Linked DNA regions of Mus musculus: region 1 is linked to region 2. The links are chromatin contacts, called in public Hi-C maps. All regions are on one chromosome and are shown on one strand. Each heading gives the region's core, a stretch centred on a gene start, on an enhancer-like site or on the middle of the called end of the contact. The rest is flanking DNA. Distances are from core to core; before and after follow the strand shown.

What was found. A called contact is a pair of places that touch in the nucleus more often than the background predicts.
Region 1: a contact with region 2 is called in a Hi-C map of liver, with 2.3 times the contacts expected there. The contact joins two enhancer-like sites. A contact is called at or near these places in 31 of 484 Hi-C or Micro-C datasets (3T3-L1-derived adipocytes, the MC3T3-E1 cell line, bone marrow-derived macrophages and 13 more), 8 of 115 datasets of contacts at active chromatin or transcription factors (differentiating embryonic stem cells, embryonic fibroblasts, embryonic stem cells and 2 more) and 1 of 9 other capture datasets (embryonic stem cells).

Annotation. Positions count from the first base shown.
Region 1 is chr15:10,874,870-10,881,406 of GRCm38.p6, reverse strand. No RefSeq gene overlaps it. Among named protein-coding and RNA genes, the nearest start is that of Gm19276, 49 kb to the right of the region's middle. Within about 2 kb of position 4,871, at least 39 of the 459 cell types and tissues checked have an H3K27ac peak or open chromatin away from gene starts, as enhancers often do. A contact at or near this core is called in liver, where this site is marked.
Region 2 is chr15:10,626,876-10,633,913 of GRCm38.p6, reverse strand. Rai14 (retinoic acid induced 14) reads left to right here. Exons shown (of 18, transcript NM_001166408.1): 3 at 648-778. Among named protein-coding and RNA genes, the nearest start is that of Gm10389, 30 kb to the right of the region's middle. Within about 2 kb of position 5,108, at least 29 of the 459 cell types and tissues checked have an H3K27ac peak or open chromatin away from gene starts, as enhancers often do. A contact at or near this core is called in liver, where this site is marked.

The DNA of each region.
Region 1 (6,537 bases), core at 3,622-6,121, 250 kb before region 2:
AAAGGCCCCTTGTAGGTGGGACCATCTCTGGGCTGGTAGTCTTAGTTCTATAAGAGAGCAGGCTGAGCAAGCCAGGGGAAGCAAGCCAGTAAAGAACATCCCTTCATGGCCTCTGCATCCGTTCCTGCTTCCTGACCTGCCTGAGTTCCAGTCCTGACTTCCTTGGTGATGAACAGCAGTATGGAAGTGTAAGCCGAATAAACCCTTTCTTTCCCAACTTGCTTCTTGGTCATGATGTTTGTGCAGGATTAGAAACCCTGACTAAGACAAATTGGTGCCAGCAGAGTGGCATATTCCTGTGACAACCTGGCCATGTTTTGGGAAGGACTGTGGAAGGACTTTGGAACTTTGGGCTAGAAGATCAATTCGGTGTTAAGAGCTCTGTCAGATGTTGTGTAGGAGCTGGGAAGATAATGTTGAAAACAGTGCAGAAGATGGAGGCCTGGCTTGTGAAATTTCAGAGGGAAAATTAAAGACTCTTTTCAGGGCCATTGTTACTTTGGTTGTGAAGATTCTGTGGTTCTGGTTAGCTGGGGCTGAAGAATCAGCTGTGATTAACAAGATACCAGAACTACTAAAGTGAAACTTTTGCATTACTGGGACTATTGATGCTGGTTAGCTGGAGCTAAGAAATTAGCGGTGATTAAGAAGAGACCAGCATCATTGAGGTGACATCTTCTGGGAAGTGTTTTCTGAAAGCACAAAGAGGCTGTGTCCCAGAGATAGCCAAGGTTGTACTCCTGCTGCAGCGGGACTTGGTAATGTGTAAGAGTCACCCAGGTGGTACTGGTTTTGAAGGCATGAAGGGGTCATGCAGAGCAGCTGAGGCTCAGCACTGTGAGAGGCTATGAAAGGCCATTGGTGAAGGTACAGCCTCAGTTGTAATTGATGGCCCAGGACTGAAGGGGTCATGCAGTGTTTTGGAGATACCAGTACCATGAGCTGACCACCAAGAGCAGCAGCAGTGGAGTACAGGCATCTGGAGCCTAGAGGACGAAGCGTGTGCTACAAAGGGCCTGGCTGGAGAAGTGACCTAAGCCCTTGGATGAACCCAGAAGATCGTGAGTTGGATCCCAGACTTTGGACAGTTGGAGATTGATTTTTGCTTTTGACTGTGACTGTGCCCTGATATTTTCCCTCTTGAAGGAAGAAACTATTTTAGTGGCGCCCACAGTTAAGAGACTTTTAATTGTAAAAAGACTTTGGATTTTAAAAGAGATGGATATTTTAAAGAGATTGAAATTTTAAGAATATGTAAAGACTGTGGGACTTTTAAAGTTATTTAGACCTTGAGGATGAATAAGAATGTAAGGGTTGAGGCTTACTAGTGATGTGTTTGTGTGTCAAGTTGACAAGGGGTCAATTGTACTGGCTAGTTTTGTATCAACTTGACACAGCTGGAGTTATCACAGAGAAAGGAGCTTCAGTTGAAAAAATGCCTCCATGAGATTCAACTGTAAGGCATTTTCTCAATTAGTGATCAAGGGGCAAAGGCCCCTTGTAGGTGGGACCATCTCTGGGCTGGAAGTCTTGGTTCTATAAGAGAGCAGGCTGAGCAAGCCAGGGGAAGCAAGCCAGTAAAGAACATCCCTCCATGGCTCTGCATCCGTTCCTGCTTCCTGACCTGCCTGAGTTCCAGTCCTGACTTCCTTGGTGATGAACAGCAGTATGGAAGTGTAAGCCGAATAAACCCTTTCTTTCCCAACTTGCTTCTTGGTCATGATGTTTGTGCAGGAATAGAAACCCTGACTAAGACAACATCTTAGTTTGGGTTGTGTTACTGTGAAAAGACCATGACCAAGGCAACTCTTATAGAAGACAACATTTAATTGGGGCTGGCTTACAGGTTCAGAGGTTCAGTTCATTATCATCATGGTGGGAATCAGACTGTAGGAAGACATGGTGTTGGAAAGGGGGCTGAGAGTTCTACATCTTGATCAAAAGGCAACAGAAAGAGACTGTGAGCTACACTGGGCATAGTCTAAATATCTAAGAGACTTCAAAGCCTGCTCCCACAGTGGCACACTTCCTCCACACCTACTCGTACAAGGCCACACTTCTTATAGTACCACTCCCTATGGCCAAGCATTGAAACACATGAGTCTAGCGGGGGGCGGGGGGCATACTTATTCAAACCACTGCACATGATGAGTGACCATGGCCAAGAACAGGTTGACCCCAGAAACATGTTTTGTTTCCAACATGGAACTAGTTACATGCACTTTTATATTCACAGAACAAATGGTGAAAAGATGGTGGTCAGGTAAGAACATTTCAAAGTTTTAACCTGGTGTCTTAGGGTTTTACTACTGTGAAGCGACACCATGACCCAAGCAACTCTTATAAAGGCAAACATTTAATTTTTTGAGGTTCAGTCCATTATCATCACGGTGGGAAGCATGGCAGCATGCAGGCAGACCTGGTACTAGAGAGGCCAAGAGTTCTACATCCTGATCCAAAGGCAGCAGGAAGAGACTCTTTCCTACAGGTAGGCAGGAGGGGAGCCTCTTCCACACAGTGTAGAGAGCTTCAGCACTAAGACCTCAAAGCCTGCCTACACAGTGACACACTTCCTTGACCAAGGCCACACCCCCTAATAGTGCAACTTCCATGGGCCAAGCATATTCAAAGCACCATACCTAGTAACTGAGAGAATATTAGGTCAGATATAGAAGGTGGATGGCAAATGGCTATTAAGAGGATCAAAGCTAACCTAAGATATATCAAGGAGCAAATTTCATGAAATAGTAAATAAACCACAATTCTGGTCTTACCACTGCAGCAAAACATTCCTCTGTTATTGTTAGGGAAACTTGAAGTCTTCAAAGTTGGTCAGAGGGTGATACAAAGATATCATGCATTGATAGTTGGTATACTATACATCTGTCAGGTATACGTGTTTATGAGCAACTGAAAAACAGAATTCTTAAGCAAAGGAAAACATGCTATTACCCTTTTAGTATCTCTGAGCTGAATTTTCACTTTCTGTCAAACAAATAAAACCAAATTACCCTTAAAGATTCCATCTCTTACTATACAAGTTCAACCCCACTCATTGGTTTCTGCCGCGGTTGCTCTATCTGAGTGCTGCCTGGTCAACTGACCACCCTTTCCCTTTAGCACACTTTGTGCTTTCTGGGCTTTGTAATGCATAGAAAAGTAATCAAGTCACTATTAAAATTTAAGATCTTCGCTCATGCAATCCTTTTTTAAGAAATCACTTCACATTGTGTTCTTCAGGAGACCCTGTACATGAGATGGATGGGTAGCTTCCACTGTCAACCTGACACAACTGGATGCAGGGGTCCAACTGAGAAAGTGCCTCCATCCCATTGGTCTGTGAGCATGTCTGGGGACATTTTCTTGATTGTTAATTAATGTGGGCAGGTGCCGTGTGGACAGTTCTACTCCTGAGCAGGGACACCTGGGCTCTGTAAGAAAGGGAGTTGAGCAGCCCAGTGAGGAAGCAAGTAAGCCAGTAAGTAGCCTTCCTCTGTGGTTTCTGCTTTAAGCTCCTGCCTTGAATTCCTGTCTTGGCTTCCTTTGACAATGGACTCAAACTGCAAACTGAGATAAACCCCTGTCCTCACCAAGTTGCTTTGAGTCACAGAGTTTACCACAGCAACAGAAAACAAACTTGAGCAATCTTAAAAGGATGACAATGCTCATCAGATAAGAGCCCTGACTGCTCTTCCAGAGGACCTGGGTTCAGTTTTACAGGGCAGCTCCCAACCAGCAGGGACTCCAGCTCCAAGGGATCTGATGCCGCTTCAAGCCTTTTTGGGCACTGCACATATGCGGCACATAGACATACATGCAGGCAAAACACCCATACACATAAATAATATAAATAACTAAAAGCTGGAGAGATGGTTCAGTAGCTAAGGGTCACAATGCAGTAAATAGCAGACAACTTTACACAAATGTAAAGCTTGAATGGTATATTTTTATGCATCATTCAGAAAGCTGGTGTGTACATAACAAAGCAAAACAGCAAACTTGCAGGAGCTGGGCAGTGGTGGCGCACGCCTTTAATCCCGGCACTTGGGAGACAGAGGCAGGCAGATTTCTGAGTTTCTGGCAGAGTCCAGCCTGGTCTACAGAGTGAGTTCCAGGACAGCCAGGGCTACACAGAGAAACCCTGTCTTGAAAAACCAAAAAAAAAAAAAAAAAAAAAAGGAAAGAAAAGAAAAGAAAAGAAAACTTACAGGATCAGATATATGTTCCCTCTGTCCTGACCAGTCATATGTGTTTGTTCGTAAGGTATTTTGTGAGCATATCACATACCTTATATACTGTACAAGTCTCTTGGGAAGAGTGGATGAACACAAAACAGATATGAAAATCCTGCTCTCATTGACTCCATGGTCCAATAGAATAATAGAAATTTCACAGGAAATCGCATAGATGATTGTTTTACTATAGCAACTACACCTACTACAAAGGACTTGCTTATTTCATATTTTCTGACCATCTTCCAACTTGCCCATTTTTAGGACAGTTTAAGCCATGACTCCATTTCTTTTCTCCAGTTTTTACATCAGTATCTTCTCTTGAGACTGGCTGGCTCTAAAAACTCACTTAAATAGAATACAGCAAATGATGTTTTATGATCCCTGAGTCTAGACACATTGGTTGTCTCTTCTTCATTCACAGATTACCCTAAATCAACCAGTGTTTATTGTTCATGGCTGTCTGTGGGCTTGTAATTTGGAACTGGCACAGCTAATTTCAGGATCCCTCTTGAGGTTTATAAAGATATCGGATAGGACTGGCCTCACTGAGGACTGACAGGCTAGAGGACCCACCTCCGAGCAGTTAACTCTGCTCACATGCTGCTGGCAGAAGTCTTCAGTTCCTTTCCGGCTCGGCTTGTTCCATGCCATGTGACTTTCTCAGTAGTGCTATTAAGGGTCATGGAGGCTGGTTTTCCCCCCACAGTAAGTGACTTAACAGAAACAGAAAGAGGAAACCACAATGTAGTGATTTAAATATTCCGAGGTTAATAACTAATACTGGGAAAATTAATATGGTGGCAGTTACTTTTTAACCAGCTATTACCCAAAGAAAAGGCACAGAGACCCTTAGAATTATAATAAGCTTCAGAGCACTGGCGCTAGCAGGCATCAGCCCTCTTATGTATTTTCTCTGTTCTCATGCCTTGAGCCCCAGTATATTACTTGCCATATTCGTTGATGTTGCTCCTGCTTCGTCAGGCCAGGTCTCACAGCCACATGCTGTGTCCATATTACCCCATGGTGACTTCTTTCCCCCTCCTCCTCCTCCTCCTCCTTTCCTCGATCTCTCCTGGTTGTCCCTACCAGTGATCCCAAGCCTGGAAACCAAAGCCTGCCTGCATCTCTTCTGCCCAGCTATCAAGTGGCTGTCAGCAACTTTATTAACCAATCAGGAATAACTGGGTGGTAAGGTTTACACAACAAAGGCTGATGTATGTGAGAATCTGCTCGTCTTGGAGCAACCAGATCTTGGGATGCAGAATTTAGCATTTGAACCCATAGAAATAGATCAAACCCCACCACAATGTCTTCATATCCTAAAGTTGGGAATCAAATACCAGAACTCTGTCTTATTTGATTATTTAGAAATGAGTCACCATTATTACCACCCACATTTAAAAGATAATTGACCTGAAGATAATTAAGCTCTGCAGATCAAAGGTAAGATTGTCAGAGTATTTGTGGGCCTGTCTAATACTACCACAGCAGGCATGAAAAAGGATGCCACTTCATAGCCGCTTGAGTGCCAGGCAGCAAACAGATAACACCAACAGTAAGAAATGTGAGTGCAAACAAATAAATGTTCATGTCCCTCCCAAAGTCACTTGTCTAAACTTGACCACTCTTAGGATATGATTAAATTATGGGAGCAAAGACCTAGAATAGCATTAGTGTCCACAGGGGGAAAAAAAAAAGAGTCCAAAGAGAAATCTCATTCCCCTTCTGCTTGTGAAGTTTCAGTAAAAAGATGGCTGACCTGGACCATCCCCAGACACTGAAACTCCAAGAAACTTGGTCTTAGACTTGACAGCCTCCAAGGCTGTGAAGAATAGGCTTCTATCATTTGTGAGCCACCTAGTCTATAGTATTTTATTGTGTGTCTTAAGACAGTGAGTAAATTATTCCATATAACTTCAGCCATGTTATTGAGACCTCACCAACACTACCACCACCATCTCTGAGTGCTACCAACTGCTCAGAGAACATCTCTCCTGGCAACTTTTCTAGCTCCTGAGCATAAGTTGTGTCTACTTCGGTCATAGACTTCCTCTTCATCAGATGGCACACTATGTGCCACAGAGATTACAGCAGGGATTCTCCGGGTCAAGGACAACTTTTCTGCTGCTTGAACATAGATAATTTGTTTTGCTCTTGCAAGCCCTAGGTTCATTATTCCTCAATTTAGGAGACAGGTGTAAATGAGGCTTACTGGGGGCTGGAGAAATGGTTCAGGTTAAGAGCAGTGGCTGCTCTTCCAGGAGTCCTGAGTTCAATTCCCAGCAACCACGTGGTGGCTCAC
Region 2 (7,038 bases), core at 3,859-6,358:
GGGAGGACCATTGCTCAGACAAACTTAAATAAAAATATAATAGGAAGTGATCATACCGGGTTGTGCTTTTCCATGCGGGACTTAATACTGGTTCCTCAAAGTTGTAGGAATTCAGCTCCTCAATTGCACTGACTGTTTGATGTGCACTAAGTTGGTCAGAGACACTTTTTGTGGATAGAGTCAGTAGTCTGAACAGCTCAGAGAATTGAGGCCTGGTATACAGGCCAAAAGGAAGAACTCATGTTTAAGCCCTTGGTAACCTTGAACTGTCGGCCAGTTTGGTTTGGTTTCACCGTGCCCTTGAGTGAACTGTGCACTAGGTCAAAGGCCTGCGTTCTCAGGCACCGTTCTCAGGCACCAGCTGTCAAGGTTAGCTAGCCATTAGCTAATGAGTAAGCTGACCCCATAGTCCTACATTGCTTCATCTTCTGAAGGGTACCTGAAGGAAGTGACCCTTTGTTGGAGTTTGCTGATGGCTGGTATTTCATTCAACTGTGGATGCTTTCTTTGGGAAAGCTAGCCTTCTTGGTTGTTCCCACGGTGAAGTGGAAGGCGGTTTTGAAAGCTGCTTGCTTTGAGCAGGGTTTGATGCTGGCCATGGCTGCTGTTGCTCATCCCTCTACCTCTCTCTACCTTTTGCCCCACAGACAAACGAGTGGAACAAGAATGATGACCGTCTGCTGCAGGCTGTGGAGAACGGAGATGCTGAGAAGGTGGCCTCACTGCTGGGCAAGAAAGGGGCCAGCGCCACGAAGCATGACAGCGAGGGCAAGACCGCGTAAGAGAGAATAATACTGGCTTGTTAAGGGTGGGGAGCATGTCTGTGGTAGTGTGTCTGCTGCTCTGGGCTCCATCGCCAACACTGTAAGAAACAAAAACCAAACCCCGAAATGCTGACTTATTCATCAAGGGGAGTTTGACCAATGCTTTGGGGGCCTTCAAAAAAAAAAAAAAAAACAACTAGTGCTGACTTCTTCCTAACCCCATGCGAAAACGTGTCTGGGTCTGTTTCCTTTCCCATCCAACTCCAAATTATACGTTGAACTTTCCCCTCGTGGCCATTAGCTGTTCCTGGAAACAACCAACCAACAATTGCACCAGAGAACAAATAGCACCAGGGTTGCGAGCGGTTGGCAGATGGGAAATAAATTCTCCCCTAGATAAGGAACAGCACAGCTTTCAAACCTTACTGCTTGTAATTCAGTAAGCCACCCTTTAGCAGAGGTCGTGGTTGTGTGAGAGCTATAGGAAGATTTTTGCTTTGTGTTTGTATGCCTCAAATTCCTGCTTACCAGAGGGGGCGCGGTATTGAGATTAGTAATGTTGGAGCCACCTCCATGAGGCCTCTCATGTGGCCATTATAATACTTATGACCTCCTAATCCTTGAGCCTTACTTTGTTTCATTCTTGTTAAGACAAGGACTCACTGTACTCCTCCTGGCTATCCCAGAACTCAACTATGTTGACCATACTGGCCTTGAACTCACAGATATGTGCCTCCCTCTGAATCCCAGTTGCTGGGACTAATGGTGTGTGCCACTGAGCCTCATGGTGATTCCTGACTGAGCCTCACTTTGGGTGTCCTCAGGAGAAGCGGCTTGTGTGCCAGTAGCGTCTGTCGCCAGAGATTCCAGCAGCTCTGAAAAGAAGTGTAGGTGTGGGGTTGTTATTGGTTGGCTTCTCCAGTTGGTGGCTGGGACACTTTTCTGAGAACTTCCAGAAATACTACATTTATTGCGGAGCTGGCCAACATGGCGCGATGCCTGCTGTTCACTAAGTCCTGGTCCATGGCTGCCGCTGGGCGACAAAGGTAGAACTGGATAATTACAGCAAAGGCCATATGGCTCTTACAGAGCCCCACGTCCTCATTGCCTGGCCCCTTTTTATAAACCTTCACTTTCCTTTGAGTTTAGGTAAAGCAAATGGGGTATTTGTCCGCATCTTCTGTTCCGTAGAGGTAGAGCTTCTTCCTAGAGGCCGTGATGTGTTGATGGTTAGTAAAGGTTCAAGAGAGTATGGATGGCCCATGGTTGTAGGTACAAAGCTAGCACAATCCTCCCCCATAGGAGACATTCAAGAAACGGTTTCTTCTTTCTCACTCCAGGCTAGTGGCTCTCACACAGGGAGCCTCTGCACTGGAATTGCCTCAGGTGCCTTAAAAAGCTGTCCTGACTCTGCACCTTGTGTCCCCGCCCCCCGGAAGTCTATTCTTTTGTCCTGACATTTCTGGTGAGAGATGGTGCCTTTTGTACTAATCTTCCACAGCCTTTCTACAACTATTCCTTGTGACCAGGGGTCTGCATAAGACAGCCTTTTATCGTCATCCCAGGGGAAGGCAAGATAAGTGCTTATGATGGCTTTTATTATTATTATTACATACTTTCTTTCGTTGTTTTTTTGGTTGGTTGGTTGGGTTTTTTTTTTTTTTTTTTTTTTTTTTGGTTTTTCAAGACAGGGTTTCTCTGTATAGCCGTGGCTGTCCTGGAACTCACTTTGTAGACCAGGCTGGCCTTAAACTCAGAAATCCGCCTGCTTCTGCCTCCCAAGTGCTGGGATTAAAGGCATGTGCCACCATGCCAGCTTATTAGATACGTTCTTTATTTACATTTCGAATGTTATCCCCTTCCCTCTTTTCCCCTCTGAAAACTCTCTATCCCCTTCCCCCTCCTCCTGCTCACCAACCTCCCACTCCTGCTTCCTTGTCCTGGCATTCCCCTGCATTGGAGCATTGAGCCTTCTCAAGATCAAGGGCCTCCTCCCATTGATGTCCCACAAGGTCACCTCTGTTACATATGCAGCTGGAGCCATGGGTTCCTCCATGTGTACTCTTTGGTTGGTGGTTTAGTCCCAGGGAGCTCTGGGGGTACTGGTTGGTTCATATTGTTGTTCCTCCTATGGGACTGCAAACCCCTTCAGCTCCTTGGGTCCTTTCTCTAGTTCCAGCATTGGGGACCCTGTGCTTAGTCCAATGGTTGGCCGAGAGCATGAACCTCTGTATTTGTCAGGCAATGGCAGAGCCTCTCAGGAGACAGCCATATCAGGCTCCTGTCAGCACCAAGACAACACTCACTAAAATGAAGAAAAATTTGCTAGTTTGTAACTTAGACACAGGCGGGAATACCTTATGAAATTTTTTTCCTTATTTCCTATTTATTCTGTTTAGAATAGATGGCGAAGATGGCCATGGTCTAGTCTCTCTTTTCTACTGTGGCAGAAGGCACATCACATAAAACTAAGCATGTTAATGATTTTAAAATCTACAGTTCAGTTTCACAATGAGGTTCGACGTCCCCAAGGAAACTTCGTTCTCACCAGGTAGCCATTCCCAACCTCTCCCCCTGACAATCATTAATGAGTGTGCAAGCTCTCTGTGTTTGCCTCTTCTGAATATTTCATGTAAATGGAGTTATGTATGTAGCCTCTAGCTTCTTCACTTAGTGTGTGTGCTCAGGGTCCATCCATGTTTTATACGTGCCAGAGTTCATTCTGGTCTCGTACGCTACATAGAAGCGGCATGGAAACCCCTGCTTCCATTTTTCAGATGATAAAAGCAAGGCTGTCCCTATCTCGCTCTCCCAAGGCACTCCCACTTGGAAGTCAACTTTGTTCTCCCCGTTAAAGATCCTTACATAAAAAGTTCGAAGAACTAATGAAAGAAAGGCGATCCCTTTTCCAGTGTGGGATTTTTCCATACGTCGTCATCTGTCAATACTTCCTTTTCCTGCTCAGGATACGTATGTGAGGACTGAGCTTATTAACTGGTAAGAATTTAAGATTTAAAGGCACGGTGGAATTAAGTCTTATCTGGCCTTATATTTCTAGTCCAACCCTACGGTTGCAATATTCACATTGAGGTTAGGCGGAGAGACCGAGAAACCATCTTCCATGTCACTTTAGCATCCTGTAACAATGTTCACATCGAGGCTTCTGTTATAAAAAAAAAAAAAAGAGCCCCGTGAGACTTCCCTCCTTGCCTTAGCCTTGTCCCTTCAGCTGTAGCTCTTGGCTGGACCAGCCTCATGGAGCCTATAGAGGTCACTGGTGTCCACTGTAAGAGGTGCTTTGCCTCTCTCTCTGAAGATTAAGGCCGCATCATGAACTTGGAAATCATGTCCTTGGCCACGTTTGGCCTCATTTTCTGCCTTGTATATAGTTCCACAGCAAAATGGGGCTGCAGAACCCTCTTGTAGAGCGCGTTCAGGGTAAGGGGTTGTGCCTGAGTGCAGAGTCTTGCTGTGGTCATTCAAGGGCATCTCTCCACTATGTAAACATCGTCTCTCTATGTGACCTCTTCTCCTACCTGTCCCTACCTCTTCTGCAGTCCAGACGTTGATGGATCTGCCCAGGATCTTCCAGGTGCGTTTGATGGTTCGGAAAGAACAGGAGCAGAAGTGACATAGTGACACTTCCACTGAGGAAAGCCCAGCGTTCCAAAGGATCTGAATGTCATCAGTAGTGAAACTCCTGCACGGCAAGGGTCATGCCATTTTTGTTGAGTTAGGCTTTCCCTGTGTTGTAGGCACAAAAGAACCATTTGCTGTGCTTGCTCTGGAGAAAACCTTTTTTTTTTTTCTTATAAGGCTTCATAGATAAATTACCTAGGAGTGGAGAATTAACTTGGGATCTAGGGAATAGCAACTCTGGAAAAGCTACTATTCCCATACCCCTGCGTCCCGGGCAGTTTCAATAGAAAAGCTCTCAGCGTGTATTATCCAGATGTTCAGCAAGCCCAGAAGTCCCAAGAATGCGGTGGTCAAGGCAGCCATTGCCCAGACATTCTCCAGAAACTTCCATATCCCAAGACCAGATGGGTAGCTTGGAAATTCCCAAAACTTTTTCATCTCTTCCTGAGTATCCCCTGTCATCCATGGCGAGAGGCGAAACTGTCAGAAAATTTCTTCCTCTGACACTGATCACAGAGGAGTTTAAAAAAAAAAACCAAAATCCAAAAAAAGGAAAAAGCGGTTGAACGGCTGGAATTCATTTAGGAAAGGGTAAAATAGGAGTGGTGACTTGGCGGGAAGACGACAAAATAGAACAGAGCGGGGCAGAAAGTTACCGCTCCAGGCTGTTTGTGGAATTAGGCTTGGCTTTCCTCCGCCCCATCTGGGCTCTTTCCATGGGGAGGTAGGGAAGCAGGGGGGTGACAGAACCCCAAAACCTTACGGGGGAAGAGCCTAATTGCTTCAAGATGCTTTCCCCTGTGTTGGATATGCCTTTAATTAAAGTTATGTGTGTTTGTCTTAGGAACAACCAGACTAAATAAAATCACTACTGGGACCATAGTATTTGAACAAATACTCACCAGGGTATATGTACATAGACCTTACAGACAGAAAGGGGTGCAGGGGGTGGGGGAGGGAGGAAGAGAAAGAGATGGAGGGAGGGAGAGAGAGAGAGAAATAGAGGGAGAGAGAGAGAGAGAGAGAGAGAGAGAGAGAGAGAGAGAAGAGTGTGTAGTCCACATTTTAGAAACCTGATCTCTTTGGCCCCGAAAGCAAAAACTCGTGAAAATATTTTTAAACAACCATGGAAGTGGGATGTAGAGAAAGCGCTTTTGAGCTCTGCACGCCAGTATAGTAAGGCACTTCTCTGGCCGGTGACCTTTTCCACCCTCTGCCTTTCTGTTTGCTCAGAGTAGGGCTGCGTTAGAGAATTGGTACCAGCAGTTCTGTCTGAGAAATCAAGTGACACCATGTGACCAGCCTTGTCTAGTTCTTCTTGCAGAGGACTTGTAAATTATCTAAATAGTTACGTACAGTATGCGATTGCAGCCTCTGCCCCTCTCTGCAGAGTCACTGTACAGCTTCCTTTTGAAGGTTGGTCTTAGGTAGTCATAGATTGTGTGGACCAAGTGTTTCTCTCTTGAAGCTGCTCAGGAACTTGGAGCCCAGGTTTTGGTATTCCTTATCCCCTGATTCATAGCCTTCTGCTTTCTGTCGACAGCTGACAGGCCTACATACTCTACTGTCTTCACACAATTTTTAAGTTGATTTTTTTGTATATGAGTATTTTGCCTGTAGGTGTGTATGTGCATCATGTGTGTGCCTGTGTGCCTGGTGCCCATGTAGTTCAGAAGAGGGCACCGGAACCTTGGAAATGGGGTTCCAGATCATGTGACCCGCCATGTAGTTACTAGGAATTGAGCCTGGGTCCTCTGCAAGAGCAATTAGTGCTCTTAACCTCTGAGCACCATAGCTCCTGCCCCTGCATCCATTTTTAAAAGTGAATGAATCCACCTGGAGTCCCATTTGACACTTAACCCCACCTCTCCGCTTGACTTTCATTAGAGGGTGAGAGGCAGGCAGTAGAACCTTGTTGGCAGAAGTAGCTACTGAAGCATGCTTTTTCTTATAATCCCACCCTGGGGATTTTGACCCCCAAAGAACGGCCTCTGCCACTCATTCCTACCTCAGTGCATGGGGCTAAGCAACCAAAGCCTGAGCTCCGGAGACGTGGGCTAAGATTGTCCTTCTTTGGCCTGAGCACTGGTTCACTGGGAAAGAGCACCTGTTCTTGCCGAGGACCGAGGTGTGGTGCCCAGGAGTCACAGGGCAGTTCACACCTGTCTATAACTCCAGTTCTAGAGGATCTGACGTCTTCTTCTGGATTCTGCAGGCATTGGGCCTGCATCTGGTACACAGATATACATGTAGACAGGCACTCATACATGTAAAATTATCAAAAAGGATTTTACCTCCCAAGTTTCCTGAAAGGCATTTTTGTGACAGAGGCAACAGGTAACTAGCAGTGTCTGGGTGACAGTGATGTCCCCCATAAGTGTCAGGCATCTAAATACTTGGCTTCCCATTGGTGACTGTTTGGGGAGGATGAGGAAGTGTGCCACCGTGGATGGGCTTCGTTATCTCAAAAAGGTGCACACCATTTTATGTGTTTTCTGTTTGTGGTTCAAGATGTGAGCTCTCAGCTGCTGTTCTAGCAGCCGTGTCTGCCTACCACCTTCTTCCTGGACTCCTGTGTCTAACTTCCTGAAGCTGTAAGCCTCAAATAAGCTCTTCCTTCTAGAGTTGCTTTGGT